6 separate regions of the Mus musculus genome follow, and regions 1, 2, 3, 4 and 5 are each linked to region 6. Evidence: chromatin contacts called from public ChIA-PET, Hi-C and HiChIP or PLAC-seq data. All regions are on one chromosome and are shown on one strand. The core of a region is the stretch at or near the end of the contact, and the rest is flanking DNA. Distances in the headings are between cores, read along the strand shown. Region 1 overlaps Acoxl (acyl-Coenzyme A oxidase-like). Region 2 has its middle 130 kb from the start of Gm14009. Region 3 overlaps Acoxl (acyl-Coenzyme A oxidase-like). Region 4 overlaps Acoxl (acyl-Coenzyme A oxidase-like). Region 5 overlaps Morrbid (myeloid RNA regulator of BCL2L11 induced cell death). Region 6 holds the start of Bcl2l11 (BCL2-like 11 (apoptosis facilitator)).

Region 1 (4,025 bases), core at 853-3,352, 160 kb after region 6:
CCCTTCTGCAGCCAACAGAACAAGATTTCAGCTCTTTCTCCAGCACCACGTCTGCCTGGATGCTGCCATTCTTCCCACCATGATAATAATGGACTAAATCTCTAAAACTGTAAGCCAGCCCCAATTAAATATTTTCTTTTATAATAGTTGCCATGGTCATGGTGTCTGTTCACAGCCATAAAACCTGAAGACAGAAGTTGGTACCAGGGACCGGAGTATTGCTATGATAGGCCTGACCATGATTTTGTTTGGAGGAATGTGTATTGGGGGATTTTGGTTTAGCAAGCCAGTGGAATGCTTTAAGTGCATTTGAACTGTAGGAGCCTGGCTCAAGAGGCTTCAGAGGAGAAGACTAGTGGTACACACATTTAATCTCAGCCCCTAGGATACAGAGGCATGCTCATCTCTGAGATCAAGGTCAGCCGAACAGAAAAGGAAAGCATCAAAAACAGGAAGTTAGTGATGATGTAATTGAACAAGGGGGCCATGCTGCAGCCCCAACAAAAAGCAGAGCTCATCAGCTTCGGCCATGTGGTTCTGTCTTTAGAGTCAAGGATAGAAGAAAAGGGTTGTAGAAGTCCCCAGCCCCCAGACTGAGGAAAGTCACTAGGGCCAAGTGTATGTATTGGCAGGGGTGTCCCTTCAAGAGGCCATTGTGAGAAGCAATAAAAGTGAAGTCTGGGCTGCCTTTGGGACCCCAAGTGCCAGAGCCATGGTATACCTGCCAAGGAAACCTGTTAACAGGACGTGGAACCAGACTGAGAAAAAGAAATGTGTTGCTGTCAACAAAGCTGAAAGGAGTTGGAGATCTGATGCAGAGGCTGGAGTTTGTCCAGCTGGTTTTGGTCTTGCTTTGGTCCAGAAGTTCCCTACTATGCTCTCTTCCATATCTTTTGAAACAGTAATGTATATCCTGTGCTATTATATGTTGGAAGTATGTGATCTGGTAAAGTGTGCAATTTTGATTTTAAAGGATTACAGTTAAGAGATTGCATGAATCTCAGAAGAGGCTTTGAACTTTGGAGTTTTAAACATTGTTGAGACTGTGATAGGCTATGGGAACTTTTGAAGATGGACTAAATGCATTTTGCATTATGTTATGGCTACAAGCTTATGGGGGCTAGAAGCTGGAATGGTAGTTTGAATAGTGTGGTTCTTTAAATGTAATTGGCCCCCATAGGCCCATAGGGAGTGGGTACTATTAGGAGGCATGGCCTTGTTGGAGTAAGTGTGGTATTCCTGGAGGAAGTGTGTCACTGTTGGGGTGAGCTTTAAGGTCTCCTATGCTCAAGCTATGCCCAGTGTGGCTCACAGTCTCTCTCTGCTGCCTTCACATCAAAATGTAGAACTCTCAGCTCCCTGCAGCACCATGCCTGCCCGCATGCTGCCGTGTTTCCGGCCATGCCAATAATGGACTGGATCTCTGAAACTGTAGGCCAGCACCAATTAAATGTTTGCCTTTATTCAAGTTGCTATGTTCATGGTGTCTCTACAAAGACCCAAACTAAGACAAATTGGCAAGGTCCCCATCAACTCATGTGTTTGCATGGTTAGCTCATAGGGAGTGACACTATCAGGAGGTGTGGCCTTGTCGGAGTAGGTCTTGCCTTGAAGGAAGTATGTTACTGTGAGAGTGGGCTTTGAGATTTCCTATGCTCAAGCTACACTCAGTGTGGAAGACAGTATCCTGCTGCTGCCTGTGGATCAAGATGCAGAATTCTCAGCTCCTCTAGCACCGTGTCTGCCTGCACACTGCCATGCTTCCTGCCATGATAATGGACTAAACCTCTGAAACTATCAGCCAGCCTCAATTAATTTTTTTTAATAAGAGTTGCATGGTCATGATGTCACAGCAATAAAACCCTAACTAAGACACATCCCCCTCCCCAACTGAGACTTTTCTGATATTTCTCCCTCTCTCTAACATATCCCTTCCAAAACCCAAACAGAAACAAACCAATAAAAGCAAAGTTGCTTCTCCCTAGAATGCCCTCAGTAATCTTCCTGTGATCCCTCCAGTGCCAATGTCTCTCCCTTGCAGCCTGACACTGCATGTGTCTCTACTAACTGACTGCTCCTGATGCTTCTCCACTGGAGCCTTGCTTGATCCTGGAGTGTTTGCCCCGCCTCCCAGGGTGAGCTCATTCCTAAAGATAGCAAATGATGTCCCCATGACAACATCTTCCAAATGCAAGCTAACAAATTCAGAGGCCCCAATACCTCCTTCACGAGGCTATCACAATGTAGGCCACTGTTACCCTGCACAGGTCACCCCAGGTGACACCAAGGTAGTGTCAGACCAAGGAGAGCCCCCTGCCAATATCAGAAGCCTCCCAAAGCATCCAACGAGTCATTCCTAATCTGCTTAGCCTGCTTAGCCTGCTTAGTCCATGCTTTCTGCTGGCACCCTCTACCTCCCGACTGATGCTAGTGTTTTGTGTTGTTTTTCTGGAATGTCTGCTTATTAATAGTTGTTACAGAGAAATAACTTTGACAAGGGAACATGGGTAGTCAGTTAGGATAGAAATTAATGAGAAGAATGAGAGAGGAGAAGAGAGGAACCCACCTCATGCCAACAGCCATACCCTGACTTTCTTCTATGAGAACAGAAAAAAAAAAAAACCCCAAATCAGTGGATGAGCAGAAAGCAGGGTCCACAACTCCTTCCCTCTGGCCTCAGATGCTGACAGTCCCAAAGCACCAAAAGGGAGTTTCCACTGGCTTCTGACCTGTCTGATGTTCTATCTGGCTGTAGAGGTGGGAAATGTGACAATAAAGATTAATGGCTTTTGTGCTCAGAGATGCTACCAGAGGTCAGCCCTAAGACTGCCACCATTATCCCCAAGCTTGTTGTCTGGCTGCAAGAGAGGCAGCAGAGACAGGGGATATCAAGACACTGGTCAGAGAAGTCATAGCCCACATGGCAACCTTGACTGGCTATTCTGCACTCAGCATCATGTTTATGGACCCAGTCGGGCACACTGAAGGCTCCTTCCCTGGTTGCCAGCATCCTGGCATGCTGCCCTGAACACAGCTCACAGGGCTGTAATCCCTGCAGCTGGCCAGCAATTACTGCCTGCCAGACGTTTTTATTGTTCCAGAATATGATCTATATGGACACAATATTCTTCCTGTCTTTCCTCCACTGGGTTACTATTTTTTGTTAAAAATACATGTAAAGGGTATATTTTTCTCTATAAAAACAATTCTCATTTCAGCACTCCCTCCAAAGAAAAAGAATCCAAGTCACTTAGCTTTCTCATGATCTTTAAAAAAAAAACAAAAACAAAGAGCCGAGTATGTATGCACGCTGATATCCACGTGAAAATCAATCCAGGGCTCAGAGAGAACTGCGAATGATGCCATTTAAGATTATAGATCTGAAACGCTATTTCTGGGCTCTGGCAACAACTAAGGAATAGAGGAAACATTTATTTTTGGTTGTTGTATTTCATCCCCACTCAATTGTGAACACGGCCGCTTGAAGCAACATTCGCAGAAAGTGACACGGCTATTAATCACCAAGGCAGCTTCTGCAGGCGCAGCCTCTTGGGGGGGACTACACTGCCTGCCTTCTCTACTCTCCCTCTGGTCTCTTCTCCCAAAGGAGGCCAGTGACCTACTAAAAAGATAATTGCTTCCCATGTTTCCTGCTCCGAAGCATCATTGCATCAGTCTGCTGTGAATGACATCCAGTCACCCTGAAGGAGAAAATCCTATGTGGCTGAGCCTCTGTCCTTGACTCTGAGATATCTTGGAGTATAAGCTCAGGGTGCTAGGTAGTTCACAGGCATTTCTGCAGCCAGAAGGGAGAAGAGAAACTTGCCTCCTTCAGGGTTGAGGTGCTTGACCTCTGCAGACAGAAGCTGGGGCCCAGACACACTCCCATGTCCACTGAGAATTGTTAATAATTCAATTTCAGGTTACAGTCAAGGGATCAGGTGAGAGCCCTCAGTGGGACACATACATCCCATTCCCATATGACTTCACAGAGATAGCCCAACCGCTCAGAGAGCCTTCAGTCC
Region 2 (3,997 bases), core at 128-2,627, 170 kb before region 6:
CTCATTGTCCAACATGAGAAATCACAACGTTCCTTTGGGGAATTCTTTTTCCTGGCAATAAATCCTCAGGGGGAAAAAATCCTGTGACAGAACCAGCCCCAGAGGAATGTCCATAGGTCAGAAGGAGGCCACCTAGCTTGGAAGGTTCTGGAAATTCTAGTTGGGCATTGGGAGGAGTCCAGGCAGCTGCGCTGATGCAAGGGGGCTCCAGAGAGGAAGGAGAACCTCGGGAGTTAGTCAGAGGACGTTGCTCAGAATGAGGGAGAGAGTGGGGGAGGCTACCAGTGGAGGCCAGGGACCGATGTCACTTCACTATCTGTAACTTCCTGTTTTGGAGAAAGAGCCTGAGCTTGCTTTGGGGGAGGGGAGCATGAAAGGTGAAGCCTGGAAGATTGGTGCTTGTGCTCTCACTGGAGGGCAAGAGGGGGTTTAAATGGTCAGAGCAGGGGCCTGGAGAGATGGCTCAGCGGTTAAGAGCACTGAATGCTCTTCCGAAGGTCCTGAGTTCAAATCCCAGCAACCACATGGTGGCTCACAACCATCCGTAATGAGATCTCACGCCCTCTTCTGGAGTGTCTGAAGACAGCTACAGTGTACTTACATATAATAAATAAATAAATCTTAAAAAAAAAAAAAAAAAATGGTCAGAGCAGGATGGGGTGACAGACCTGGGCAGACTAGAAGGAAAAACAATTGGTGATTCTGATTCATTCACCTCAATTGTCACAGAACAGAGCAAACACACATGTAATAAAATCATAAAAGTCTGTGGGAAGTAGAAGAAAGAAACTTCAGCAGATCAAAGCAGCTGATGGGTCAGATACTGGGGTCGGGCCTTTGAACCCCCCAAGGCTACACGAGGCTCCTACCTGGCTGAGATCTATGGCTCTTCTGTTCTCGGACTATTGACACAACAGCCTGGCTGCTCAGAGAAATGGGCTCTGAGGATCCTGGCATCCTTGAGGTAGCTCCAATTTCCTAGATGAGCGTGGGGAGAGTGGAGGGATCTGGGTCTCCTGAGAAGAATCGAAGGTGGAAACTGGAGATAAACACGGGGAGAGAGCTTGCTGTCTATGGCTCAATTGCTCTGCTGAACTGCCTCTTGGTTGAACTGCTGCACAGCCTGAAGGAAACCCTATTCCACCCAGGCTTCCCTCCAGAGCAAAATATCAGCCCTCCTCTGCCAGTGGAGTCCACTGGATAGCCAGGCCTGCTGTCCCCAGAGCCTCTGTCAAACCCGTGATCCTTCTCTTTCCCTGTGACCAACAGTATAGACTCCTGGAACTCAGAAGGACTCCACATGGCTAGAGTGTTCCCAGTGGAATCAGTAGTCTGTCACAGAAAAGGCAAAGATGACTCAGGAAGCAGACGTCTGAAGAGATGCCTGGCCTGACTCCATGGAGGTTTTAGAAAGACATTCACTCTTTCCATAGAGTGGAGAGCCTCACTGGTGCTATGCACATTAAACATCAGATGAACTCGCTCCATCTCAAGGGTATTCTGAGTACCCCTCCCCCAACCCTCACCAAGGGTCTTCCCTGCTTTTTGGTACCCTCTCCCAATCATATAGAATTTAAGGCAGATTATAAATTTAACTACTCTGCTAAGTTGCGATAAGTAATAAATTCATTTCTTTTTGTGTGTGTTTTAAAGCTTTGTAGAAAACAACAATGTCAACAACACTAACCCAAACATTGTAAGGCTGAGACACAAAGACATTGAGTTTGAAGGTAACCTGGGCTACATAATGAATTGTATATTCCAGACCAGCCTGGGCTACATGGCAAGCCCTGTCTCAAAAATAAACAAATAGATGAAAATCTATTTTTGCCCAAAATAACTGTTTACGGTAACTTCCATGAAATGCCCCAGGTCTGGGTTTTGCTGTTAGTGTCTCCAGCTGGGCACGATCTTTGATGTAATCAGTGACTCAGCTTACTCGAAATAAACCTGTTGTCAAAGATTCAAAATTTATCTCTTTGACACACACATGTCTTGTGACCCGCCTGTCCTTCTGCTCAAAGCACTGTCCCAATCCCTCTGACTCAACGGGGAAACCACAATCTACAAGAAGCCAGAGCGTTCCCACACCTGGGGTGGGCTGCGCGTCACCAGCAGGGCAGCAGATGTCATTGTGCCTGAGCAGGAAGCTCGGCAGGATGGCTTCTTTGCCACTCCTCTGTCCACAGGAAAGCATGGTGACGTGGTGGATTCGTGATTTGGTGGGGAGCACGGTGAGGTGTGACTTGCCATCCTCTCTAAATAGATTGTTCAACCCAGAAGCAGTTGTTTCTTGGGGGAGGCATAACTTGAGGTAGGTCTGGAGATGGCAATGGCTCTTGAGCTCTTGGCTAGCACCTGTGTCGTCCTGGGGCCACTGCTGACCCACCAAGACCCTCTACAACAGGTGCTGCATGTCATAGCTGAAGGCTGTCCCACTCACCCAGGTCCCCCACCAGTCACTCACAACCATGCAAAAAGGGAAGTCTTGGCCAAAACTCACTGTCGGTTTGGTGCCTGCTCTCAGAATGGCACTGTCTGAGAATAATGAGGTGCTCTGTGTAAAGAAAGGGGAGAGAGTCAGGGCTGCCTCCAAAGCCCTGTTCTAGACTCTGTTGCTGTGGTGGTTTGAGTGAGAAAGCCCCCCCCCCCCCGTGGGCTCACATATTTGAATCTTTGATACCCAGTTGGTGTGCCACTGGGGATGGGCCTCTCTCTTCTCTCTCTCTCTCTCTCTCTCTCTCTCTCTCTCTCTCTCTCTGTGTGTGTGTGTGTGTGTGTGTGTGTCCCCGTCCTTGCTGCCTGCAGACTGCAGATCAGGATGTAGCTTCCAGTTACCTCTCCAGCACCCCATCTGCTGTGTGCTGCCATGCTCCCTGCCACAATGATAAGCAATTCGTCCTCTGAAGCAGTAAGCAAGCCCCCAGTTAAAAGCTTTCTTCTATAAGTTGCCTTTGCCATGATAACAGTAACTAAGACAGGAACCTCCCATGCCAAGCTCGGCAGGTCAGGGCACATTTGCCCTTGGGGGCTTTTCACTGGAATTTAATCTTTAGGGACCTTTGCAGATTCTGAACATCTCATCTGTTCAGGAGCTCCACTATCTTTCCTGGTCTCTAAGCCTTGTTCCCTGTCCTGTCTGCCTCACCCCACCCCCGACCACCTCTACCTGCAGTTACTGTCCCAGGAATCCTTTTTGGGTAGTTACTGAGGTCATGGCCTCTGATTATATAATGAATGCAACCATCGTTCATGTCCTAGTGAAACTTTGAAGATAGAAACAAAATGTAAATTCCCACTTTTAGGGCAGGAGAGTCTGGAAGCTCGGGCAGGAGCCTCTGGCTACGTCAGCCTCTGGCCGGTGTCTCTACCATGACTCCCCACATGCTCATGGAACGTGCCAGCAATAACGTAAGATGAGCCCTCGGATGAGCCCCACATTTGGGAGGAACTTCTGGAGCATGACCTACTTTTTTGAATATCTAATGAAATTCATAGATTTCCCCCATAAGATGCATATACTCAATACTTCTAAAAATCTAGCATTTTCGCACATGTCAGAGATCCATTCATGAGAATTCAATCTTGCTTTGGGATCCTTTTGCTTTTCATCAGGGTCATGGGTTCCCAGCATCTCTTGCCATGAAGATGTGGTCAATATTCTGATTTTTAAGAGGGCCTGTCGAACTTAAGAGGGGCTGTGGTTCTCTCACAAGGACATCTGCTAAGTAGCTGAGCAGTGCATTTCCTTGCTGGTCAAAAGTCTGAGGGAGGAACAATGGGCGCAGCATTGCATAGCATGACAAAGCTCTTCATCTGGGAAGCTGGTAGTGGAGTGGGCACGCATGGAATGTCAGCCATCAGAAGTGCACCCTGGATTTTGTTTACATAAAGAGAAACTGAGGAGGTGCTGTGGAAATGAAGAGAGACAGCACCTTCCATTTGCTTCCACATTAACCTGTAGGTAAGTAAAGAAAACATATGGCCCTCATTACAC
Region 3 (4,270 bases), core at 1,188-3,687, 140 kb after region 6:
GATACTCAAAAGCAGCAGTGGCAGCCGGATGCTTCATTCAGGCAGGTAGGGGGGAAATGGTTACTATGTTGTATTGGCTCTCAAAAGATAATTGGGGTCCCCATTCTTCCTGAACTTCAAATACAAAATCTTAAGTACCAAGGGGGTGAAATTAGAAACCTTCCAGTCACTGAAGGCATCCCACAGCCTGGACTAGACAATGTATCCTCCAACACTGCAGCTTCCTGGACTCTGTGTTGAAACCCCAGCTACCTAGAGTAAGACTCTGGGATTTGACCAGTGAGCCTGGCTATGCTCTGCAAACAGCAAGCTGTGACACACCAGCAGGTCCTGAAGTCCAGGTAATGCATGGTGGTCTGCTTTTCTTAAAATGAAAGGAAATTACCAGAACACATCAGGATGGGAAGGCCAGTGTTATTACATGAAAATTTCTATTTTTTTTCCACTTTTCATGTATGTATATATGTATGGAATTTCTGGATTATAATGAAAATTCTATTGTGTGTGTGTGGGGGGGGGTCATGATCAAGAGAACTTGAAAGCCACTGGTCTAGAAACTATTAGGCCTTGGTTTTGATTGCTGATAGAAGAAGAAATATGTATAACCTTTGTTCACAGTGTCAGTATTATTTAAATATGTATTCCCCCAAAAGCAGAATATGCACACAAATTAGCACCAAAGTTAGGTATTAGAATATTTTTATAATAGATTGTTATATAACTGAAGGTTGGCATTTTAGTTAGTATTTCCATTGCTGCGAAGGGACCAACATGACCAAGACAACTCTGATAATGGACAACATTTACTTGGGGCTGGCTTACAGTTTCAGAGGTTCAGTCCATTTTCACCATGGCAGGAATCAGGCAAACATGGTGCTGGAGCAAGAGCTGAGAATTCTGCATCTGGATCTGAAGGCCCCGAGGAGAAGACTAGCTCTTCTACATGGGGCAGAGCTTGAGCTGTAGGAGCCCTCAAAGCCCGCCTCCACAGTGACATACTTCCTCTGACATGGACACACCTCCTAATAGTAGCACTTCCCATGGGCCAAACATCTTCAAACCACCATAGTTGGTTAGTTAAATTATGTTACACATACATCATAAATGTTACCAGACACTAACACTGCTGCATACGTGAAATCTGAAGTATTGTCCTTACTGCCTCAGGGGCAAGAACTTATAAAACTTTAAACACACCAGTGCATAGAAAGAATGTGGCTTAGAAACGTGTCATTGCTTAGAAGCACAGGTGTAGCATCTATTTCCTTCCTTCTCTGTGCTTTTCTTATTTTCAAAAAACATCTACAGTGGGTATATACAGAAAGGATGCATTGCTTTTGCAATTGGGAAAAGAAACATAATGCATGTGGTTTTAAAATTGCTTCACTGAAGGGGGTGGGGATCCATCCCATATACAGTCACCAAACCCATACCCCTATAGTGGATACCAACAAGTGCTTGCTGTCAGGAGCCTGATATAGCTGTCTCCTGAGAGGCTCCACCAGTGCCTGACAAATATAGAGATGGATGCTCTCAGCCAACCATTGGATTGAGCACAGGGTCCCCAATGGTGGAGCTAGAGAAAGGAACCAAGGAGCTGAAGGGGTTTTCCCCATAGGAAGAACAACAATATGAACCAATCAGATTCCCCCAGAGCTCCCAGGGACCAAACCACCAACCAAAGAGAACACATGAAGGGACCTATGGCTCTAGCCGCATATGTAGCAGAGGATGGCCTGTGGAGCATCAATGGGAGAAGAGACCCTTGGTCCTGTGCCAGCTCAATGCCCCAGTGTAGGGGAATGCCAGGATCAGGAAGTGGGAGTGGGTGGGTTGGTGAGCAGGGGGAGGGGGAGGAAAGGATAAGGGTTTTTTGGAGGGGAAACAAGGAAATGGGATAACATTTGAAATGTAAATAAAGAAAAAATATATAAAAAAAATTGTTGGGGCTGGTGAGATGGCTCAGCGTGTAAAAGCACCCAACTGCTCTTCTGAAGGTCCTGAGTTCAAATCCCAGCAACCACATGGTGGCTCACAACCATCCATAAGGAGATCTGACTCCCTCTTCTGGAATGTCTGAAGACAGCTACAGTGTACCTACATATAATAAATAAATAAATCTTTAAAAAAAATTGTTTCACTGAGGAAATAACATGCCCTCCCTAGATAACACTCATGCTGAGTACTAGTGCCAGACATGAAAGCCAGAAGTTAAGAGGAGTGCCTCAAAGGTTAGGAGGATTGCTGGTGATAAGAGAGAAGCAGCAAAGATTATTGCCAGAACGGTTCCTATCTTAGCACACTATGTAATTTTTCAAGTTTCCTGCTCCCATACTAGACATGACATCACATTTGTCATCCCCTCAAAGGAGCTGCCAGTGGGGCACTCGTGCTTTGGATATGACTGACATACGGCCAAGGCTGGCAACTTCTCCATAAAAAGTCATGATGACTCAGTCAGTAAATGTCTGCTGTCCAAGCATGAGAACCTAACTTTAGATCCCCATCACCCATGCAGAAAGCTGCGGGTGGTGAATGCCCCTGTGATTCCAGCCCTGGAGAGGCAAGTAGATTTCTGGAGTTTACTGACCAGCCTGTCTACCAAATCAGTGATCTCCATATTCAGAGAAAGACCTAGTCTCCAGAAATAAGGTGGGACAAACGTGGGTGGCAGGACATAGAGAAATGAAGCTGGAACTTAACTGGAAGCCCCCTTTCTCCTGGCTAGCATGCCTCCTGCTGGCTAGAAGGTGCTAGAAGCTGCCAGAGGAGAAAAGTTGAAGCCATAATTCCAACCCGCCATGCCAAGTGCAATCCCTGGAACAATAGGGGCATGACTGTTACAGGAGTAAATGACAGATACCTGAATAGACTTAAGGCCAAAGAAGAGAATTCATGATTGGTACTTTAAACCTGTTTAGAAAGTCATGGCTAGAAGGTCATAGGCCCTGGGGTGGGGACGGGAGGACTCACTGCTGCTGTTTTCATAAGTTGACATCACATAATACTATCTTCTAAATATTTACATTTATATGCATAGATATATACCACCCTAAGCCTGGATCAGAGAAGCTTCTCTTTGCAGTGAAAGAGATACATGGCTGTTCTAGCTATGACTGATGAGCATGCAGCCCTAAATATTTATATCATGTATCCAGGCTCAGGGATTATCCAGAAGAGGTGGGAGAAAGAGTATAAGAGCCAAATGTTGGAGAGAAGAGCTACAAAACACTGTTTTCTGAGTGTGACAGAGAATTCATGAACGCACCGCAGCAGAGATCCCCTGCACTGGGCCTGAACAAAGCTGGGTTTTTTAGCAGTCATCCATGGATGGGAAGGACTCAGAGGGTCTCCCCCTCCCTGGGGAAACTATTGGCTGTTGATGGGTGTTGGGGAAGAAGAAATCATGGCCTTCAGTTGTATACCTTCTGGGCTCTAAAGGATAGTTCTGCAACCACAGTTTTACAGGTAGCCTTGCTTAAACTCAGTGGGTCACAAAACAAAACAAAAGATACAAAGGTAGAAAAGGGGTTTGTAGGAAAGAGGCAGAATGGACAGTAATGGACGGGAGACAGAAGACAGCAAGGGTAAGAATAATTAGATGTATCATAGCCATCAAAAGTGTCAAAAGGAAATTTAACTCATTAACAAAAGGTGATTGAGGAAGGCAGCCAACATCAACCACTGGCTTCTACATGCACACACACGAACAAGCACACACACTCCAAAATCCTTTAATTGTCTGAAGTAAAATAACGCACAGAAAGGTGAAAGGGGACAAGTTTTATGAATCAATCTCAAGTTCTAAGAATGAGAGAAAATAGATACACAGGACACCCACTCACTCCCCTCAGTCCATTAGTCCATCTGTCCACCTGTCTATCAAGTGGTCACTGCTTAGTCCTTAGCCACTTTGCATGCTGCACACCCTAGTCAGCCTTAGGACAGAGGGACCTAGTGAAGAACTCAGCCCCAGCTCTAGCTGCCACTCAGTCCAGTCTCCGCTTCTCCTTTGCAAAAGAGCATTCATGAAAACCTTTCATGAGAATAGCAGACACTGTGGAGGGTCTGCTGCATTCCTAGCCGTGTGCTGAGGCTCTGTCTCTGTGGATACAATCCCAGGCACATGTGGGTACCTGGGAGAGCCTACCACAGACAGTTCTGCACAGCACTGATTCATCCTTCTCTCCAGTCTAAGTCCAGTTTTTCCTCATCGATTCTGTCCTCCTATGCTCCCTCATTTAGACTCATGCCTTTTCTGGTGTCCTTG
Region 4 (3,818 bases), core at 1,064-3,563, 210 kb after region 6:
CCTATCTCCTGCTAAAGAAAGAAAGTAGACATAGAGTTAGAAACTGTCTTGAGAAAACATCATGAGACCCAACTGAAAGGAGAACTGGTTCTTGACAAATCTTCAAAAAGACTAAAACATCCCAAGGGGCTAAAGTGACAAAGGAGGTCACCAATAAAAAAGAGAGGAGGGAAGCTAATTTACTAAAGGGTCAAAGGATGAAGGTACAGGAGTCTCCAGGGGAGGTGGATCCAGAATTCCAGGCTAATAAGGATTAGGATTCATGCCCCTGGCCTGGAAGCCCACAGAGGCTTCTGAGTATGTATCAGATCTGTGTGAGGAAGATCCCCTTGTTAGTAAGCAGAGAACCCTTGGAGACAACCCTGTGAGTCTGGTGATGTCATGCAATGAGCAGGTTTAAGGTTAGATGAAAAGGTCCCTTTATAAGAAGGCCACTAACAAGAGAGGAGATGAGGGATTGCAGGGGGTAGAAGATACACCTGAAGGTGTATCTACCCTGAAGAGTGCTTGTCACTCTCGAGGCAGAGCCCCAGGCCCATGCTGAGTTCTACCATGAAATACCAACAACATAACCCACAGCTCTCAAAACACTAAGTAAAAACACATGATTTGGACACTCCATGAAGATCTGCAGTCTGCCCCCTTGAGAATAATATTTTGTAGGGAGGTTATAACAAAAAATGCAACCTTCTAAAGATAGCTTGACTTTTAAGATTCTACCATCAGAGTTGAATAATTCTTGGCAACTCTTTTGTATAAATCTGGTCAGAGCCTTACTGTGAAGTTTGAGAAAGAGACAGATAAAGCAGCCAGCCAGAGACCTGGTGACAGAAACAACTATTCTTGAAAATGGAAAGTAGGGCGGAAAGTCACTTTATTTTATTTTTACAAAATGTGGAGAATGACATTCTTCCTCAACTGACCCCACAAGATCAAAACCAGCTCCAAATGGGAGTCACTAGGCATTTGCCAGCACTCGAAATCAAAACCCAATGGCCCAGATGACCCTGTTTCTTGTCTTTACTTTTGTATTTCAAAAGATGACAACTGCATTACCTACTTGATGTCACCTGCCCATTCGATAAGCTTTCTGACTCATCTGCCAACTGTAGACTCTGATTCTAATCCAAGTCACAACACAAGGGTGCATGACCCCTTTATTTCTTGCCAACTCATTCAAAACAAAAGCAACAGCACCACTTGGAATGACTGTTCAGACGCAGATCTGCATGTTCATCTAAGGGTGGCCATGCTGGGCACAGACACCCCTTACCTCTCTGGGAGTGACTATATGTAGGACCTCCAATTCTGCTGTCCCCTTTGCTGCTCCACAGCCCTGTGTCTCAACTTAGGTTACTATTGCTCTGAAGAAACACCATAAACAAAAGCAAATTGAGGAGGAAAGGACTTATTTGGCTTACACTTCCACAACCATAGTCATCATTGAAGGAAGTTAGGATGGGAACCCAAACAGGGTGGCGACCTAAAAGCAGGAGCTGATTAGGGCTCATGGAGGGGTGCTGCTTACTGGGTTACCCAACATGACTTGCTCAGGCCTGCTTTCTTATAGCACCCAGGACCAGCAGCCCAGGGATGGCACTACCCACAATGGGTTGGACCCTCCCACACTAATTACAAATTAGGAAAATACCATACAGCTGGATACTATGGTGGCATTTTCTTAATTGAGGTCCCATCTTCTTCAATGACTTTAGCCTGTGTCAAGTTGACATAGAGCTATCCAGCACACTTTGAGAGATATCAAGTCCTTTGGAAAAATTGTTACCTATAATCTCAAAGTCTTGACGGTGCCCTAGCCTCAGTGGACAGCTAAGTTGACCTTTCTCAAGGTCTATGGGGAGCAAGGAAATATAAGTCAATTATAAAGAAGAATCATTATTCAGTTTTATCTAAAACTTAGAACCCTGTGGACTTTCCTGTAACCATATTAGATGGAAAATGTGCTTCCTTTCCTATCTGTTTAAGAAAGAAACCCAACAAAACAAACTAGCAAAATCATTCTATTGCAGGTTTGTTCCTTGCTCTTATCTTTGGCTTTAGAAATATGAATGCAGTGACTCATGCAAAACTGCCACACCATTGGCTCCTGTGGTTACTCCAGTGTCAGAGGGTGAGAGAGAAAGGTGAAGGGCCATTTCTAAGCCTGTTTCCTCTTTCATGGCTGCCTCAAGGTATCCACCATGAAGGAGCATGTTTCTTCAGGCTGCAGCGCTGGATCAGAAAGGAAGAGGACTCTTTCAACCTTACAGAAAGAACAAAACGAAACACCCACACACTGGGGAAATTGTTTCCCACTGCGTGGGTGGTGGGGCCCCAAGAGCTGTTATCTGCAAAGGGCACTTCTCGGGGTTACCCAGTCGTCACAGTGGCGTGGATTCCACCCAAAACCTCAAGCTAAACAATGGGAAACGAACATCAAAGAGACAATTTTCCACTCTGTAGAAAAAAAATGACTTGACTTTATAAAAATAAATTAAGGCATCATGATAATAAATGGTCTGTGGGAAAGACCTGCTGTCAAATATCCATCAGCCATGGCCAGTATTTTCCTTGTATTGCACATTTATGCTGTCTGAACACAGCTGCATTATTCTCCACTTCCCTGCCTCAGCACCAACCCTATATGGCATCTTATATTCAAATAGGCACTCCTATGCCACACAAACAAACCTGGAATGATGGATATACAGGAATGGAGGATGCCTTGGGGCAGAAGTGAAAGTGGGTGAAGTGGGTGTGGGTGTAGACACACGTGTAGGCACATGTGAATGTCTGTGTGCTCTGGAGGATGTCTTTAATCCTAACACATGCTTCTTTTTAATGGGAGAGATTTGTCTAAGGCACCACTGTATGTTTTGGGGCCTCAAGTACCTTAGTTACCACACAGGGTCCCCTCTTGTTCTAGAATAGCTCTGTCCCCAGCTCTGTCCACAACAGAAGTGCTGCCTGCTCACCACGGTTACATGATTTTACTGACTCCCTCATCTCCTCTTCACCCTCATCTCCTTAAGATGCCTCCAGTCCCTTGCTCTATAGAGAAGCCATCCTGCCCCATCAGTTACTCTGGAACCATCTGCCCTCTCTGGAGTCTTTACCCCATCTCTATCCACTATGTGCCTATTGAGTTTCTCATGTCCACATTGATCTTACCCTGGACTTTCTGCTGGAATATTTATAAAAGTCTGGTGATGAGACCTGAAGGTCCCATACTTTGCTCCCCAACACCTTCCCATCCGCACAAAAAAGACCAGGAAACCCAGTATCTGAGTTCTGCTGAAACTCAACAGCAAACTGGAAATCCTTTCTCAGTCACAGCTGTGCGTTTCTGAAAGAGCCAGAACTGCACCGACTTGGCACGACTACATTTCAAGTGGAAATGAGAAAGAAACAATATGAACACTCCTCAAATAATTAAATGTAGAATTGCCACAAGATTCAGAATCTACTTCTGGATATAAGCCCAAAAGAAGTGGAAGCAGGGACTCAGACATTTGTGTACTGTAGTTTCAACAGCAGTATCCACTGTAAGTAAAAGGTGGATGCAGCCTGAGTCAGTTGATGGATAAATGAATAGGCAGCCACAATGGAATACTGGCCTTAATGAAAAAGGAAACCCTGGCACAGGCTGCATCCAAGAATGTCTAGGCACTGCTCAGTAAAATAAGATTGGCATGAAAAGACAAATACAATCTGATTCAACCAATATAAGGTACCCAGAGTAATTAAATCATCAAAACAGAAAGTAACACATGGTTGCCATAGATGTGAAAGGGAGAAATGGGAGAGGGTTTTACTAT
Region 5 (3,886 bases), core at 1,299-3,798, 250 kb before region 6:
ACAGTAATGTGTGTGGAGCTGATGGCATGACTCTGTTCTTATTGAAATGAAATGCCAAGAGACTTCAGGGCCCCCTATTCTCAGTAGGTCTATGCAGACTGGGGAGAGGAGGCAGTGATGGGTGTCTTGGCTGGTTGAACAGTTTGGTATAGGAGATTTGAGATTTGATCCTGCATTTGAGAGGCCTCCAGCTCAGGTCTGTGCTGTGCAGATACCCAATATCAAAAGCAGAAGATGGAGGCTCTTCTCTCAACAGTCTCCTCAAGCCTTGGAAGCCTTCTGAGTTCTCCACTTTTCCTGCCCACCGTGAATTATATGGAAGCTTTCAACCCCCTAAGGCAGAGCCTGAGTCCCTCCCAGAGCTGCTCCAACACACCCAGCTTCTCTCCTTGACCACTGACTGAGTACAGCATCCCATCTGTCCAGATCCATGTGTATTTTTCACCCGAGCCTGGCATCTGTCCTCTCAGAAAGATTTCTGGAAAGGCCCATCCACTGGGTGGCTTGAGAATAGTTACTGAAACCAGACACTAATTGTTGACTAAGTGTGGCCAGTAGGGTCGGTGGAGACTACACTAGTGTTCAAGACTGTCACTTGGAGCAAGCCATCACTTGCCACTGTTGGCCCTTGCGTTTCTATTTCTATTTCTGGGTGCTGTGAGGACAACCCAGGTTTTACCCTTAGAGTTTCCAAATCAGAAGACACAGGGGGAAGCTTGAGGGTTTGCATATCTAGTGCATCCTCAGGTGATTTCATGCTGCTGTAGAGAGAATGGTCTGGTCCAGACCTGGGTGCACTGAGAACTGTGTCCAGGGCTAGAGGCCACTGGCTTGCTTTGAAGGATCGTGGCTCTAGGTTGTTGTTGTTTGTCTTGAAGGCTGAGGTCTTTCTCACATGTTCCAACCCAACCTTGGAGGTGACTGCTGCTTTTCAAAGACCCTTTGAATTTCTTAGTGACCATGGGACTGTCTGTAACTTTGTCCTCTCACAAGGCCGGTCAGACTATATAAATCTGTAAAAGTGTCCAGGTTTTGTTCTTTGAAAAAAATTTTAATGAGCAAATCTGGAGAAGGAAGTCGAAGGGAAGGATGTGGACAGATGAGACCAGAAGATAACCTGGGAGACCAGATCTTTACCTTTGTGGATCCTTTGCCCATTTTTACCTTTGGTGTACTCTGAGGCCGTCCTTAGTGGTACCCAAGGACTACTAAAAGGTGAGCCCATTTATGAGATCCTTGAGGCTCTGGTATTGAATTTTCCATGAGCATCTGGCATCAGAATGTGATGACCAGGATGCTGGGTGGGAACCTGGGTATGACTGTCAAGCTCCACCTCTGGATTTTGGGTTCCCTGTGCTTTTGGCTCTGCCTGCTTGGTAAGAGATGGCCTTCACGCATCCTTCTGAGAGGATGGATGCCGGCTTGGGTGAAAACCACACATCTGGACACTCCGGCAGATGGGATGCTGTACTCAGTAGTGGATGAGAGGAGCTGGGTGAGGTAGAACAGCTCTGGGAGAGACTCAGACTCTGCCTTAGAGCATTGAAAGTCTTTATACATAGTCATTTTCTGAGCCAGGAGCATTCTGTAGAAGCTAAGTCACATCACCCAAGCCCCGAAAGGATCTAAATATGCTTAGAGATACGTGGTTGTAGCTCTGGACAGAGGAACCTTGGTGAGAGACAAGCTGGGGACATTGAGGGCTCATGCCTCATTCTCTGTATGGATACCTTTCACCTCTAGCCTGAACTACATTTCTGTTCCCTAATGAGTACTTGTCTTCAGTATGGTATTCGTGGGTCCCAGATTGTTCATAATGTCTTAGGGAAAATAAAGTTGTGTATCCGTAGTGGGGATGGGGAGTTGCTAATAGTGAATATTAAAGACCCACAAGAAGAGCAAAGCTCACCAAAGCAGAGAGCAGCTTGGCCCTACATGTGACCAGGTGTCCCTTCAGGCTCAACCCAGTACTGGGGAGGAATGGGTGGTCTCCACCACTTTCAGTGTCCACTTGGTTATGGAAGATGTCCTTGAGAATTGCTGAGAATTGGGAACAAACTTCTTATAGTCTCCAAATAGACTAGCCTGGGCTTCTCCAATGAAAGCTAGGTAGGCATCCAATATAGGGTTCACAGGAATTAGTTTCATCCATGCAAAAGCTCCCAGGCCAGCTTATTCAGGTTCTGCAGTGGTAAGCTGGACTTACCACTAACTTTGGCCACTAGTCCATGGGAACTAGGTGGGAAAGACCCAAGTCTTAGTCCACTTGTGCCCCGTCTGGTGTGACCTTGGAAAGGGTGTCCACTTCCTCCTTCTATGGCCTAGCCTGCTGTGTCTATAAGGCCCTATCCCCTCTCTGCGATTTCAGTACCCACTTGGCTGGGAGTGCCATATTGTAACTGCTTGAGCTATTCCATTTGACTCTTGCATCCCACTAAGAAGAGGCAGGCTGGTGAGGACAGGGCAGTCGGCTATCTATCTCTGCTTCATGGGTAGAACTAGAGGAAGCCAGTTTCTCCTTCCACCCATGTCAGCCACTGGTGCGTCACCCAGTTCCTGTTTCTCTTTGCCCACCCAGGAAGGCGCTGCAGATGAAATCCTGGGCCAGATGGCGGATACTGTGAGCCTGGTCAGAAAATGCTGGCTCACAGGACACAAAACGGGAAGCTGGTTTTCCCAAGAGATTCATGGGTGGGGGTAGGGGGTGGGGAGGGGATGCTGTTCCCCTGACTGTGTAGGTGTCACACAGACAGGTTCCCCAGCTTCCAGAAACTTCCCCACTGCCACTGACAATAGGGGCCTTTTAAAGAATAACAAAGGCACTAAATTACCACAGTTGCTGCTGTCAAGAGCCCGGACCCTCTAGGAAGCTTTGTTTTTCAGAGAGGGTCCTTAGAAGCAGCTCAGCTAGAGCTCAATGGCTGGGCAATTTGCCCTCCTTCCTAACTCCACGCAGCAACAACACTCATGTCGGGAAACACACAATACACCCGTCTGAGCAACTTTGCATATTTCCTCTTTCTTGTATCCTTTGTATATTATGCATTGTGAAGGGATCTCTTGGGGACAGATGGAGCTATTCCAAAAATCATGCAATTCCCCGCTCTGAGGTTGCAGAAAAAATGTGGGTCATTAACAAAAGGCCGTGGACAGTGCAAAGTCCTTTGGAGCTCAGGGTGAACTCAGGCTGGTATCCCACTGGGGGCACAGGGAGATGTCCCAGGAAGTTTTGAGTGGTACTGCCTTCTCAGCTGTCAGCAGTGTTGTTCAGCGTCAGAGCTGGAAACAGTGGCCAGCTTAGATTTAACCTTGTTCCCATGGGAGCATTGTCTTCAACCATCTCATGGGAAAACTGCTCCAGTGTGTGTGTGTGTGTGTGTGTGTGTGTGTGTGTGTGTGTGTGTGTGTGAGGCAGATTTGAGTGCAGAGCAGGCTCTGGATCTACAGCATACCTTTTGAGGGCACGGCACCATCTGCCTCTCTCTACCTGCTCTGCCTTTGGAAATATCCTTTCACTTGTTTTGGAGAGCTGAGGATGTGATCTGCAGACAGGGGTGCACCAAGGGAGGCTGACCACAGGGGCCTTGAGCAGCAGTGCAGTTATGAATAGAACTACAGTCTTTCTGGAACTTCTGTCAGCCATATACTGTCCTTGCAACCTCTGCTTGGTTGTGTGTGTGGAGGGGCTTGTCTTATTATTATTTTTTCTCCTTCTCTCCTATAGAGGCTACTTGGAACAAATTCAAGTAAGCCCACAGTTATCTTTAGAGTCTCAGATAGGAGAGGTGTTGAGGGGCTCTGCACCTTGTGAATTGGAGTTCCCAGTGGACTTGACTTGAAGTTGCTTTGGGTCCTTGGAGGCAGGAGCTCAAGACATCACCTGGGG
Region 6 (4,149 bases), core at 615-3,114:
TGAAAGTTCCACACCTAGCTGCGCGTTCTTGGCAATACCCGGCGCAAGGCTGACTCTTTCCCTCCCCGGGCCACCATGCCGAGACTCACGTCCGCCCCTTCCCTTCCGAGCGCGGCGTGTTGCGCCGATCGAACGACCCCTGCACGTCGCCACCGAGGAGGCAAGGGAAACAAAGCCGGGTCCTGGGCTCCAGGGCCCCGCGCCTGCCCGTCCGCCCTCCGCCACGCTCCGCCGGGGAGCCGAAGGTTTCGCGCGCCGCGCCTCTGGCCCGCGCTGCACCGGCCGCCGCCGGGATCATCCTCCGCCTCCTCCCGCTCCGCCCCTAGCGCGCAGCTCCCGCCGCCGCGCGGGCACCGCCAGCCCTGCGCCCCTGGCGCCGGCTGCCAGTGCTCCCCCATTGGCCCGCGCGCAGTCGCTCCCCATCGTAACCAATGGGCAGAGGCGGTGGGGGCGGCGCCTACGGGTCAGGCAGCCGAAGGCAAGGCGATTGTTGACAAACTCGCCGCCCAGCGCCGCTCAGACTGTGCCGGCCACCGCAGCTCCGGCTGGAACTTAGGGGGCCGGGCAGCTTCGCTTTGCGCCCCGCCCCACCCCTGGGCCAGGCCGGGACGGCGCGCGCTTTGCGGGAATTCCCGCCGCCAGGGCAGCGGGACATTAGAGACAAAGCGAGACACGCACCCCTCGGAGATCCGCGAGGCCACGATCGCACTCCAGGCCATTCCGAGCCAAGTCCCTAATGCCTCCGCAGTCCCCTGAAGAACTTCTCAGCAACTTCACCTGCTGTGTCCCCATGTGCTACCGAGTGCTACCGACACGAACCAAATATGAACGACCATCTCGGGTCTCGGGCATGCACATCCAGACCTCTGCCCCCACTGTTCAGTTAGCCTTCCTCAAGCAGTGCCTGCCCCGTGGGCAATAGGCTTGCGAGCTCAGGGGTCCGCCAGCCTATGCGACTGGGTCCCGGTGCAATCGGGCTAGGAGTAGTCGGCTAGCTGGGGCTTGGAATACGCGTAGCCTAAGTGGTCCTAGGGGGGTTACGGGGTTTCTTGTCTCCTGTAGATACGGTGTTCCTCAATATCCACAGGACGGTCGCAAAAGGAACCGGGCCGCCAGGGACATCCGGAAAGGAAATTGACCACTATGGCCAAACTGACTTGAATGGGTACAAGCAAAGTCTGGGCGCGTGTGATTTTAATACTCAAACCTCCGCAATGAACCCGCGTCAGCGAAGAGTTAAGTCTACCCGCCCGCCGCTACCGCGCGGCTACTTCTCCCGGGCCGTCTGGGTCGCCGCGACGCTTCCCGGCTGGACGCACTACCGGCACCACGAAGCGGGACCTCGGCTCCAAGCCGAGACCACGCGCCCTCCTTGCCCGCGAGAGATGCCTCAGCGGCCCCTCGTGCGGCATTGCGTCCCAACCCAGTCTTCGGCTAAGTGCCCGCAGCTTCAGTGCCGACAACCCTTCCCCAAAAGTGCCTTGGCACGCAGCGACCTCGACCCGACTCCCAGCGTTCGCCTCCTGCAGCCACGCGGGACAAACCAGTGCCTCCACCCGCACGTGCGACACCAGAGACAGATGAAGCCGCTGCGGCGCCTGTCTTCTATCCATCCCCAGCCTGCGCCCCGGGAGTCGCGGAGTGTTTACCTTGCGTTTCTCAGTCCGAGAATCAGAGTCAGACATTGGGTGGACGAGGGCCAGGGGAAGGGCGCCGAGGCGGTGGCGGCGGGAGCAGCGGAGGTGGTGTGAATCCAAGTGGAACACAGCTCGCAGAGCGGCTGCAGGAATCCGGTGACGGCGACGATGGCAAGGACCGCAGAGCTCCAACCAGCTGGTGACCCAGTGCCTGCGGGGAGCGAAGTGAAAGCAGCCTGCTCTTGAGACTCTGCGGTAGTTGAGCCCCCGCCCCCGCGCCCAATCACCGCGGGCTCCGCCCCCGTTTAGTCCGGCCCCCGGCAAGCCGGAAGGTAAGCCCCACCCCCCACGGCCCCCAGGCCGCTGGCGCGTGCAGGCTGCGACAGGTAGTGGGGAGGGTGGCCCCGCCGGCTGTCCTGCAGTTTGCGTGCGCCGCCCACCCCGGCGTGTTTACCCTAGTGTCTTGGCCTGCGGGCAGCTGCATGCTCGCCCATCCTCCACTCAGAATGTACCCGCCCCTCCCCGTCCGCCCGTGGCGGCCACCTCGCAGAGCGGAACTTAGGGGGCGCTCAGGGTACACTGCTCTGTGTCCAGCCCGGCCGCGGGCGCCAGTTGGAAGCCTCAGAAGGCGTCCCTCCGCCCTTGCTTTGCACAGCTTCTCAGCCCCAAACCATGAGGATTAGATTGGTGCAAGGATGGGCACTGGCCTTTGACTGTCCTTTCCTAGAATTCCTGACCTCCGGGGGACTCAGATCAGCAAGATGCTCACCCCTCTTCGTCTGCGCCTCAAGCGAGATTCTTCGTCGCCGCCGCCTTCTGCCTTCTGTCCTCCTTTAGGCTCTCCTTAGTGTTGTGTTTGTGTGTGTGTGCTGTTGTTGTTGTTGTGGTTTATATGTTTGTTTCCCTAGTGCCCAGTTACTTAAGAGGCAGAGGTGGTGGTGAGAAGGACAGTTGAGAGACAAGAGAAGCGGGAAGCTTCAGGGAGCGATGGGCGGGCACGACAAGCATATAAAATAGGGGAATGAGAAAGTTAGCTGGAAAAGAATAACTACAAGGAAAAGGAGGGGGGCTACCAAGGAAAGACGGTTGTGCCATGAGCGGTGTTGGGAGCCTCGAAATGTTTGGGGCTCACAGTGTACGCCAGGAACTGTCTATCCATCGGTCCGCCGATGCTGGCGACCATGGAGCAGCGGAGTTCAGGCCGAGCTGGGAAAACCATAAGGGGGTCGAAAAAAAAATCCCTTGATCTTCCTGAGGCCTTTGTGATTCCAACAGAAGTCTGGAAGTCAATGGCGCCATGTGCATCCCCACCCCCAGCCCCTTCTCTCATAGCGGCGGCCCAAAAAAGCTGCTCTGGAAATGGAACGTCCCACTCCCCACACGAGATTAAGGAAACTCTATTAATGGGCTACCCAACCTGCATCCAGGCTGGCAGTAAGTAGGACGTAGCCTTTTCTTGCAGAACAAGTGTTGCGACCTGCCGTCCCAATCAATGTTGGGCCATCTTGGTCATTTTGGTGTTTGTATGCGGATCTAACGTCACGGTGACACAGCACAGCCCCATGCTAAAGTCTAGCTTCTCAAGTGAATCCTGAGTGAGATCAAAGAAGCCATTGGTTCCCAGGGAAGCTGGGGTGTTCAAGGCAAAGCCTTGCTCCTGCTGGAGGTCAGGGGTGATCGCTACAAGAGCGCACAGGGCAAGGGCGTGGATGAAGTCAAGTACACCGCCGATCCAGGTCTGTCCTGACCAAGGTCTGTGAAGCAGTACTGTGCCTTGGCCACTCGGCATCCCACCCATGCAGCCCAATCTGCTACTGCTACTCTGGGAGTCCAAAGCCAGCAGCAAGTATTCTGCGCCCTCAGCGTGGAGCTAGGCGCCTCATACTTGGACTAGAAAAGAACCATACAGGGGTGGGAGGTGGGGGTGGGGAAGCGCTGGTGTTTCTTTGTAGGAGCAGGCTGCTCTGGAGTCTTCCGATTCTGCAACCCTGGACATGCTAAAAGAAAATATACAGGCACTGGGGAAAGCAACGGGTTGGGCTATGTGCTCTTTTTTAGGTCCTAATTAGGAAGCCGGCCTGGAGGCGGAGGCTCTTGCATCACCAGGGAACAAGGCAGTCAGGGGAGCTTCCACCAAGTGCCTCAAGTCAGGTAGCCGCGGGCCTTTGGGCCCATTCAGCTTTCTCTGGCTGTGTCGGAAGAACTCCTGGGACCGGATTTGACAGCAGAGAAGAGCAGCGTGGGAAGGGCCAGTGGGTCACTGGTGCCTTACTGAGGCTGCCAGCGGATATGGAGGGAGGGGAGCGAGTCGATGGCTAGAGATGAGAACGAAACTGGGCAACACCAAGTCAGAACACAAATGAGAAATTCATTTCCGCCTGTGTAATCTCTCCAAATTCCAAAATCACTTTATTCCAATTATTCCCCAGGCCAGCCAGCCCTACCTCTCCAAGCCGCGGGAGCATCTTTCTATTATTTATTAATCTTTGCACATCTATGCTTTTCTGAAGGG

Evidence for each region. Hi-C and Micro-C count contacts between places; a contact is called where the count stands out from the background. ChIA-PET counts read pairs in DNA pulled down with a chosen protein or histone mark. HiChIP or PLAC-seq counts read pairs in DNA pulled down with a chosen protein or histone mark.
Region 1: a Hi-C map of cortical neurons shows a contact between it and region 6, with 3 times the contacts expected there. The contact joins the enhancer-like site here to the promoter of Bcl2l11 in region 6. A contact is called at or near these places in 8 of 484 Hi-C or Micro-C datasets (the N1E-115 cell line, bone marrow-derived macrophages, cerebral cortex and 4 more), 9 of 115 datasets of contacts at active chromatin or transcription factors (CD8 T cells, VIP interneurons, bone marrow-derived macrophages and 5 more) and 3 of 9 other capture datasets (adipose tissue, liver and macrophages).
Region 2: an RNA polymerase II ChIA-PET map of memory CD8 T cells shows a contact between it and region 6, with 1,416 read pairs. The contact joins the enhancer-like site here to the promoter of Bcl2l11 in region 6. A contact is called at or near these places in 14 of 39 promoter capture datasets (the 3T3-L1 cell line, 3T3-L1-derived adipocytes, the C10 cell line and 9 more), 3 of 15 datasets of contacts at CTCF or cohesin (the NIH/3T3 cell line and pro-B cells), 44 of 484 Hi-C or Micro-C datasets (the 3T3-L1 cell line, the BV-2 cell line, the C10 cell line and 32 more), 37 of 115 datasets of contacts at active chromatin or transcription factors (the 230-238 cell line, CD8 T cells, DN3 thymocytes and 28 more) and 6 of 9 other capture datasets (adipose tissue, bone marrow-derived macrophages, embryonic stem cells and 3 more).
Region 3: a contact with region 6 is called in an H3K4me3 HiChIP or PLAC-seq map of bone marrow-derived macrophages, with 4 times the contacts expected there. The contact joins the enhancer-like site here to the promoter of Bcl2l11 in region 6. A contact is called at or near these places in 1 of 39 promoter capture datasets (neutrophils), 1 of 15 datasets of contacts at CTCF or cohesin (CD8 T cells), 4 of 484 Hi-C or Micro-C datasets (the HPC-7 cell line, bone marrow-derived macrophages, rod photoreceptor and 1 more), 6 of 115 datasets of contacts at active chromatin or transcription factors (CD8 T cells, bone marrow-derived macrophages, embryonic stem cells and 2 more) and 3 of 9 other capture datasets (adipose tissue, liver and pancreatic islet).
Region 4: a BATF HiChIP or PLAC-seq map of CD8 T cells shows a contact between it and region 6, with 16 read pairs. The contact joins the enhancer-like site here to the promoter of Bcl2l11 in region 6. A contact is called at or near these places in 10 of 39 promoter capture datasets (the C10 cell line, the HPC-7 cell line, the SN4741 cell line and 7 more), 2 of 15 datasets of contacts at CTCF or cohesin (CD8 T cells and large pre-B cells), 11 of 484 Hi-C or Micro-C datasets (CD4 T cells, CD8 T cells, Th1 cells and 5 more), 26 of 115 datasets of contacts at active chromatin or transcription factors (the 230-238 cell line, CD8 T cells, the NIH/3T3 cell line and 22 more) and 3 of 9 other capture datasets (adipose tissue, liver and pancreatic islet).
Region 5: a contact with region 6 is called in an H3K4me3 HiChIP or PLAC-seq map of bone marrow-derived macrophages, with 11 times the contacts expected there. The contact joins the enhancer-like site here to the promoter of Bcl2l11 in region 6. A contact is called at or near these places in 18 of 39 promoter capture datasets (the 3T3-L1 cell line, 3T3-L1-derived adipocytes, the C10 cell line and 13 more), 3 of 15 datasets of contacts at CTCF or cohesin (CD8 T cells, the NIH/3T3 cell line and large pre-B cells), 33 of 484 Hi-C or Micro-C datasets (the 3T3-L1 cell line, the C10 cell line, the C2C12 cell line and 24 more), 36 of 115 datasets of contacts at active chromatin or transcription factors (the 230-238 cell line, CD8 T cells, the SCID.adh cell line and 26 more) and 3 of 9 other capture datasets (adipose tissue, liver and pancreatic islet).

Annotation. Positions count from the first base shown.
Region 1 is chr2:127,960,363-127,964,387 of GRCm38.p6, reverse strand. All of the region lies in intron 9 of Acoxl (acyl-Coenzyme A oxidase-like), which reads right to left. Among named protein-coding and RNA genes, the nearest start is that of Acoxl, 110 kb to the right of the region's middle. Within about 2 kb of position 2,102, at least 52 of the 459 cell types and tissues checked have an H3K27ac peak or open chromatin away from gene starts, as enhancers often do. A contact at or near this core is called in the N1E-115 cell line, VIP interneurons, bone marrow-derived macrophages and 4 more, where this site is marked.
Region 2 is chr2:128,293,296-128,297,292 of GRCm38.p6, reverse strand. No RefSeq gene overlaps it. Among named protein-coding and RNA genes, the nearest start is that of Gm14009, 130 kb to the right of the region's middle. Within about 2 kb of position 1,377, at least 109 of the 459 cell types and tissues checked have an H3K27ac peak or open chromatin away from gene starts, as enhancers often do. A contact at or near this core is called in the BV-2 cell line, the C2C12 cell line, CD8 T cells and 22 more, where this site is marked.
Region 3 is chr2:127,981,633-127,985,902 of GRCm38.p6, reverse strand. All of the region lies in intron 11 of Acoxl (acyl-Coenzyme A oxidase-like), which reads right to left. Among named protein-coding and RNA genes, the nearest start is that of Acoxl, 130 kb to the right of the region's middle. Within about 2 kb of position 2,437, at least 2 of the 459 cell types and tissues checked have an H3K27ac peak or open chromatin away from gene starts, as enhancers often do. A contact at or near this core is called in bone marrow-derived macrophages, where this site is marked.
Region 4 is chr2:127,915,511-127,919,328 of GRCm38.p6, reverse strand. All of the region lies in intron 9 of Acoxl (acyl-Coenzyme A oxidase-like), which reads right to left. Among named protein-coding and RNA genes, the nearest start is that of Acoxl, 63 kb to the right of the region's middle. Within about 2 kb of position 2,313, at least 29 of the 459 cell types and tissues checked have an H3K27ac peak or open chromatin away from gene starts, as enhancers often do. A contact at or near this core is called in CD8 T cells, the HPC-7 cell line, Th1 cells and 3 more, where this site is marked.
Region 5 is chr2:128,372,788-128,376,673 of GRCm38.p6, reverse strand. The region is part of intron 1 of Morrbid (myeloid RNA regulator of BCL2L11 induced cell death); the gene reads left to right. Among named protein-coding and RNA genes, the nearest start is that of Gm14010, 48 kb to the left of the region's middle. Within about 2 kb of position 2,548, at least 95 of the 459 cell types and tissues checked have an H3K27ac peak or open chromatin away from gene starts, as enhancers often do. A contact at or near this core is called in the 230-238 cell line, the NIH/3T3 cell line, Sertoli cells and 13 more, where this site is marked.
Region 6 is chr2:128,123,753-128,127,901 of GRCm38.p6, reverse strand. Bcl2l11 (BCL2-like 11 (apoptosis facilitator)) reads right to left here and starts at 1,864. Exons shown (of 4, transcript NM_207680.2): 1 at 1,650-1,864. Acoxl (acyl-Coenzyme A oxidase-like) reads right to left here. Exons shown (of 18, transcript NM_028765.3): 18 at 4,009-4,149.